2 separate regions of the Capra hircus genome follow, and region 1 is linked to region 2. Evidence: chromatin contacts called from public Hi-C data. All regions are on one chromosome and are shown on one strand. Each heading gives the region's core, a stretch centred on a gene start, on an enhancer-like site or on the middle of the called end of the contact. The rest is flanking DNA. Distances are from core to core; before and after follow the strand shown. Region 1 holds the start of FMOD (fibromodulin). Region 2 has its middle 41 kb from the start of BTG2.

The links. A called contact is a pair of places that touch in the nucleus more often than the background predicts.
Region 1: a contact with region 2 is called in a Hi-C map of blood, with 2.6 times the contacts expected there. The contact joins the promoter of FMOD here to the enhancer-like site in region 2. A contact is called at or near these places in 3 of 5 Hi-C or Micro-C datasets (all in blood).

Annotation. Positions count from the first base shown.
Region 1 is chr16:517,760-520,850 of ARS1.2, forward strand. FMOD (fibromodulin) reads right to left here and starts at 1,725. Exons shown (of 3, transcript XM_005690371.3): 1 at 1,419-1,725.
Region 2 is chr16:431,545-434,308 of ARS1.2, forward strand. No RefSeq gene overlaps it. Among named protein-coding and RNA genes, the nearest start is that of BTG2, 41 kb to the right of the region's middle. Within about 2 kb of position 1,382, at least 1 of the 5 cell types and tissues checked has an H3K27ac peak or open chromatin away from gene starts, as enhancers often do.

The DNA of each region.
Region 1 (3,091 bases), core at 475-2,974, 87 kb after region 2:
CCCTCCAGAGGGGTGAGCGTCACCCCTGGGTAGAGAAACTTTAGAACCTTTCTCGGTCTGAGCATAGTCACATATGCTGTTCACGTTGCTGCTGGCCCTTGCTGGGGACAAGAAAAAGAAAGGGCTCTAAGACCCAAAGTCGGAGCCCATGAGCTGAGGAGAAGGCCCCTGGGGGTGATAGTCAGCCTGGCCCCTTTCTGGCCACCGTCTCCCTCAGACCTCTCTGTCCCCTGCGAGCGAGTCCCTCGGGCCTGCTTCATCTCAGTAGCCCACAGGCTCCAGGAACGAGGTGCCTCACTCATCTTCAGCAGCCTCAGACAAAGAGCCCACAGTGCTCCTGGGGAGCCTCCCCAGCCGCCCACTGCCTGGGCACGCTGGCTGGGCCCTGGCACTGCCCAGGAGAGAACGGATAGAGTGGCCCACTGCCAGTAGCACATTTTTCCATGCTCAGCTCTGGGCTGCTGCAGGACCAGGGTGGCTGTCTGGAGGTTGGCACAGTGAGCCTCTGTCTCCATTTCTCCTTCCAAACTAGGCACCTTGGCAGGCAAGAGCAGCCCTCCTCTTCAAGCCTTCCAGGGCTGTGCATCCTACCCACTTGACTCTCTTTCGGTATCATGACTGCTAAGAGGGGTTCTCGGGGACCTTATGCCTCTCTTTACCCCTTCCCCATCTCAGCAATGTTGCTCCAGGCTTTATACCCTTAAATCCTCTCCACTTTGCCCCCAAAGCTAGAGACATCCCTGTGCTCAAAGTTTTGTGAGGTGGAAAGCTTCTAGGACTGGTACTTTCTGAGTTGGGGGGAGCTTACTCAGGAGTTGCTGCTGGTCTTTCATTTCTCCATTCTAGAGAACCATGTCTCCTTCCTATCAGAATCCAGAAGGTCAAACCAAAAGCTGCTTTGTAACCTGAATTAGGTCCCCATTTCACAGCTCCTTGGACCTGGTCAACTCTCAACACTTTTGTGTGTTTATTCCCTTTCACCCCAGTAACACACAAGCACACACATACACACACACACAAACACACACATTACACAAAATTCCCTCTCCCCTCATATAAGAGCGTTTAGGTGCCTCAGCCCCTCTGAAGAGACTGCAGGGCACAGGTCTAGGATGGTGGACTTTCTGAGTAGTAGTGGGGCAGAGCTGGCTTCCCCAGATACCTGGTCCTTCACTTTTTCACACCTGAAAGCTGAAGGTTCCCCAACAGTCAGGAAGGAACCATCGGACAAAGGCGGCATGTGGGAACCCCCTCCTTTGACTCCCTTTCCCTGCTCCAGCATCCTGGGACACGGTCCAGATGGGGAAGGAGGAATTGCTCCTTCTGCCCTGGGCCCTGTCCCCTCTCCCCAGCCTCTTTCCTTTGCTCCTTTCATGGAGCTACCAGGGACAAAATCTGAAGGAAAGTGACAGACCTACCTTGAAGGTGAATCTTTCAGAGAGTGACCACGTCCCTCTGTCTGGCCTCCTCGGTTGGAGAGCGTGTGAGCAGGAGAGGAGTGAGTGTGTCTACTGAGAGTGTGCACGCCTCTGCCAGGCCAGGGCCCGCCCCCAAATTCCTAATCAGATGTCGTGAAGAGAGAGGTTGAGGAGCCCAGATCCTGGCTTTCTCAGCGCTGCTGCAGAGGCGGAGCTCACACTCAACCGCTCAAAATTGCTATAAAAACCACCTTCTTTCCACTCACTTATCTTCCCTGAAGCATTGGCAGCTTGGGGTCTCTTTCTGCTGAATGAGTTATTGGCGCTCTGGAGGTTATTTGTGCAGTCTCTTACAAAGGCCTGGATTTCTCATTAAACCCATAGGGCAGATGCAGGGATAGGGAGGGCCAGGATTTGCCAAGAGGCATCTTAACTCTTTCAGCAACCCAGGGTCCCACTGGAGAGCGAGTGCTCAGCTTTCTGGGCTTCAGCGCCCTCTGTGGGCAAGTGGTTAGGCTGATGGACAGAGGAGAGGACTCTGGCTCCAGTTCCATCCCTGACCAGAGAGACATGTCTGGGCTGTAGGATTTCTCTCTCCCCACTGAGATAAAAAGGTAGACAGGGACTCTCGTATTTGTTAGTCACTTACTGGGCACTAGGGCTTGCAGTTGGTAGAGAATCTGCCTGCAAGGCAGGAGACCCCGGTTCAATCCCTGGGTCAGGAAGATCCCCTGGAGAAGGGACAGGCTACCCACTCCAGTGTTCCTGGGCTTCCCTTGTGGCTCAGCTGGTGAAGAATCCGCTTGCAATGCAGGAGGCCCCAGTTTGATCCCTGGGTTGGGGAGATCCCCTGGAGAAGGGATAGGCTGCCCGCTCCATTATTCTTGGGCTTCCCTTGTGGCTCAGCTGGTAAAGAATCCACCTGCAATGGGGGAGACCTGGGTTCCATCCCTGGGTTGGGAAGATCCCCTGGAGAAGGGAAAAGCTAACCACTCCAGCATTCTGGCCTGGAGAACTCCATGGACTATACAGCCGCTGGGGTCGCAAAGAGTCTGACACGACTGAGCGACGTTCACTCTCACTTTGCTGTGCACGAGCATCACACACACCCACCTCGTGACGACCCTCGGGTTCACAGCACTGCCTTGTTGAGTTGCAGTAGGGGCTCTATGAGGCAGTTTGTGTGAGGCCCCTGGCCCAGCACACAGCTGAAGCTCACTCAGTCCACGGTAGAGATGATTGCTCTTATACCCACTTTACGGATGTCGAGACCCTGAGCAAGGGGAGGATGAGGTCGTAGAAGCAGGCAGGAGCTAGACCATGAAAGGACTTTTAGGCCATGGAATGGATTTAACTTTTATTCTGAATGTATTTTAAAAATTTGTTTTAAGGAGAGAAAGTGAAAAGATCTGACCTACGTTTTAAAAAGTCCGTGGGAGAGACTGCTGTGCGGTAAAAAGGAGGAAAGTGTGGAAGCAGGAGCTCCAGCTCTCCTCTGTTGAGAGGTAACAGCACATTGGGCCAGCGCAGTGCAAGAGGGAACGACGTATGTTTAGACAAGTTGAAAAGTCTTGAAGGTGGACCAGAGAAGGAGTTAGGGAAAGTGACGGATGAGTCCTTGATTTTGAGTCTGAGCAACTGGGCTGGTGGTAGCACCATTTCCTGACACTAGA
Region 2 (2,764 bases), core at 132-2,631:
ATCTTGGCCATTCAGGGGAGTCAGAAGGAAGGGGTCCAATGAAGGAAGGCCTCTCCTAGATGACAAGATTGAGCTTCAGGAATTGTGGGCCACTGACTACAGGTGAAGTGAGTGAAGTTGCTCAGTCGTGTCTGACTCTTTGCAACCCCATGGACTGTAGCCTTCCAGGCTCCTCTGTCCATGGGATTTTCCAGGCAATATACTGGAGTGGATTGCCATTTCCTTCTCCAGGGGATCTTCCCAACCCAGGGATTGAACCGGGTCTCTCGCACTGTAGACAGACACTTTACCATCTGAGCCACCAGGGAAGACTACAGGAGTTCCCACCAAATCAACCTACCAAGCTGCCTGAGGCTAGAGAGATGCTTCAACTAATAGCAGGGGACCAGCTTGGGACTTGTTTGGGGCTCTTTCGCATATTGCCCTGAACTCAAGTGTAGAGAGCCAGGACCAGATAGGACTGGGAAGAGGCCCTCACTTCTGTCCAGTGACTGTGAAAAAGGCAAGCTCCTCGGTGAGCTAGAGTCAGCCATGAGGGCTGGTTTCAGCCTGAAGTTCAGGAGTTCCTGGGGGAACTGAGGCCCATGTGGCCAAGAAAAGCAAGACACGTGCACTGTCTCTCCGATACTAGAAGGATACACAAAGGCCCCATGTGATCCTGGAGAGGCCGAGCACGGAGGAGAGTTTATAGGGAATTACGATAAGAAGGCGATGATCTAGGCCCGGCTGCCTGCTAGAGACACCAGCCTGTTTCAAGCCATCTTCTGACTTCCTCTGGCCGTGGGTTTGGAAGTGGCTGAGTGCAGAGAAGCCGGTGGCCGGCAGTCTGCGGGATTCCCGGTGTGCCTCTGGGCTTCGTCCTGAGCTGTGGGTGCAGCTTCTCCCATCAGCTCAAGTCCGAGGCCCCAGGCAGCGACCAGGCTGCACACTTTTGCACTCAGAGAGGCTGCTGATGCTGCACTGGAGTCCCGAACCATTCACCTCCTTGTCCAGCCCAGAAAGGAGTTATTCTGTAGGCCCTGCAGGAGAATGGACCAGGCACGAAGACAGTCCTGGGAGGAAGTCCAGCCCTTGACCCCTGCGGCAGCTCCCCACCCACTTCCCTCCACCCCTTCTCCTTCCTGCTCTCCAGGTGATTGTGGGCCCAGGACAAAAGAAGTCTCCCTTGCTTCTCTGGCCAGAGGAACGGAGCCAAGAGATTGCAATAAAGCCCTTGGGTTCTTGGACAGGAAGGCAAAACAAAACACAAAATAAAAAGCTCAGTGAGATCACTGTCCTGCCCAGAGGCAAGTCATTGCTCAAGTCAAGTCAGCCAACCTGGCCTCTATCCCTGCTGAGTCCCAGAGAAAGGCTGCCTGGCTGGGCGATCTGATAGGGGTGGGCGGGGGAGCTGAGCCCCTGCCCTGGAGCTCCTGGCCCAGGGGAGGGATGCTGCCTTCCTCTCAGAAAACCACGGGAGGGAACAGCGTGCAGGACCATTTTCCACCAAGGATAAATCAGGCTGTTCCATAGGGGCCTGCGGCCATGTAAGGCAGAGATGAATCTAAACCACAAAGCATTCAAACTCGGACGAATTGCTGAGCCCCTTCCCACGGCCCAGTCAGCAGGTCTCTGGTCTTCTGACTGCCCAGGTCATCCCCTTTCAAACACTTAGCAGAGGGCCACTGCGGGCCTGTCCTCCCCAAGCTGAGGGTACAGACAAGGAGCTTGCCGAGTAGGGTGGGTGCTGGACTGTTCCCATGGAGCGACAAGCTATGTAGGAGGCTTCTGCTTGAGGAGAGGTATTGGGCCTGCCTCCCAACACATAAAAGGAAGTGATACTCCCACTGGAGAGAAACTGGAAGGAAGTGATGCTCACACTGAGGAGGCAGAAAAACGATCTGGGTAGATGACAGAAGCAAGGCCCCGCTGCAGCTCCCGCCCCAGAGGGACCCAGGGTCAGTGCCGGGCAGACATGCAACTGTCAGTAGAACCCACGGAAGACCACAAAGCACTTAGCTCACTGAGTTATTTCATTTACCTTTATTCTGTGACATGGTTCAGAAAATAAAGTTCAGAGAAGTGAAATAGCTAACCCCAGGACACACAGCAAGAAGCTCTGATTCCACATTCCAAGCCTCAACTAGTTTTTTAGGTAGCCTCTGCCCCCAACTCCCAGAGACAGAACCCTGTTGAAAACATGTCTAGACTTGTTTTTTCAAGTTGGTTTACATATGGAGACCTGGCTCACACCAACCAAACACACAGGAGGTGGATGGGCAAACAGACACCCAATATGCTCGTTTACAGGCAGCATACATTTGTCATTAAGGCTAGTGTTGAGAATTTGCTGAAGCCACCCATTTCCCCATGGCAATGCCGAGAAATGCAGAGCCCAAGCAAACAGAGCCAGCCCATTCTAAAGGACTCATCAACCCATCAGATCAAGTGAAGGAGAAGCAGGATGTTCTGGAAGCTTGAAGAAAGGTGACTCTGGAGCAACCTGGATTGGAATCTCAGCTCTACCAGCCTCTGACTGTGTGTCCCTGGCAGGTTACTAAATCCTCAGCTTCTTCATCTGCTAGATGGAGACAATCACAGAACAACACAGAACTGCTGAAGCGGATTAGACTTGGAAGGTATATGACACCTTGTCCAGCGTGTGGGGGAACTTAATAAATGGTAACCGCTTTGTCATTATGATAGTGGTGTAGGTTTTACAAGCTTCAAATTCAGAGACCTTGTCTATATAACCATGGTGTAACTGGAGCATACTAATGACAAG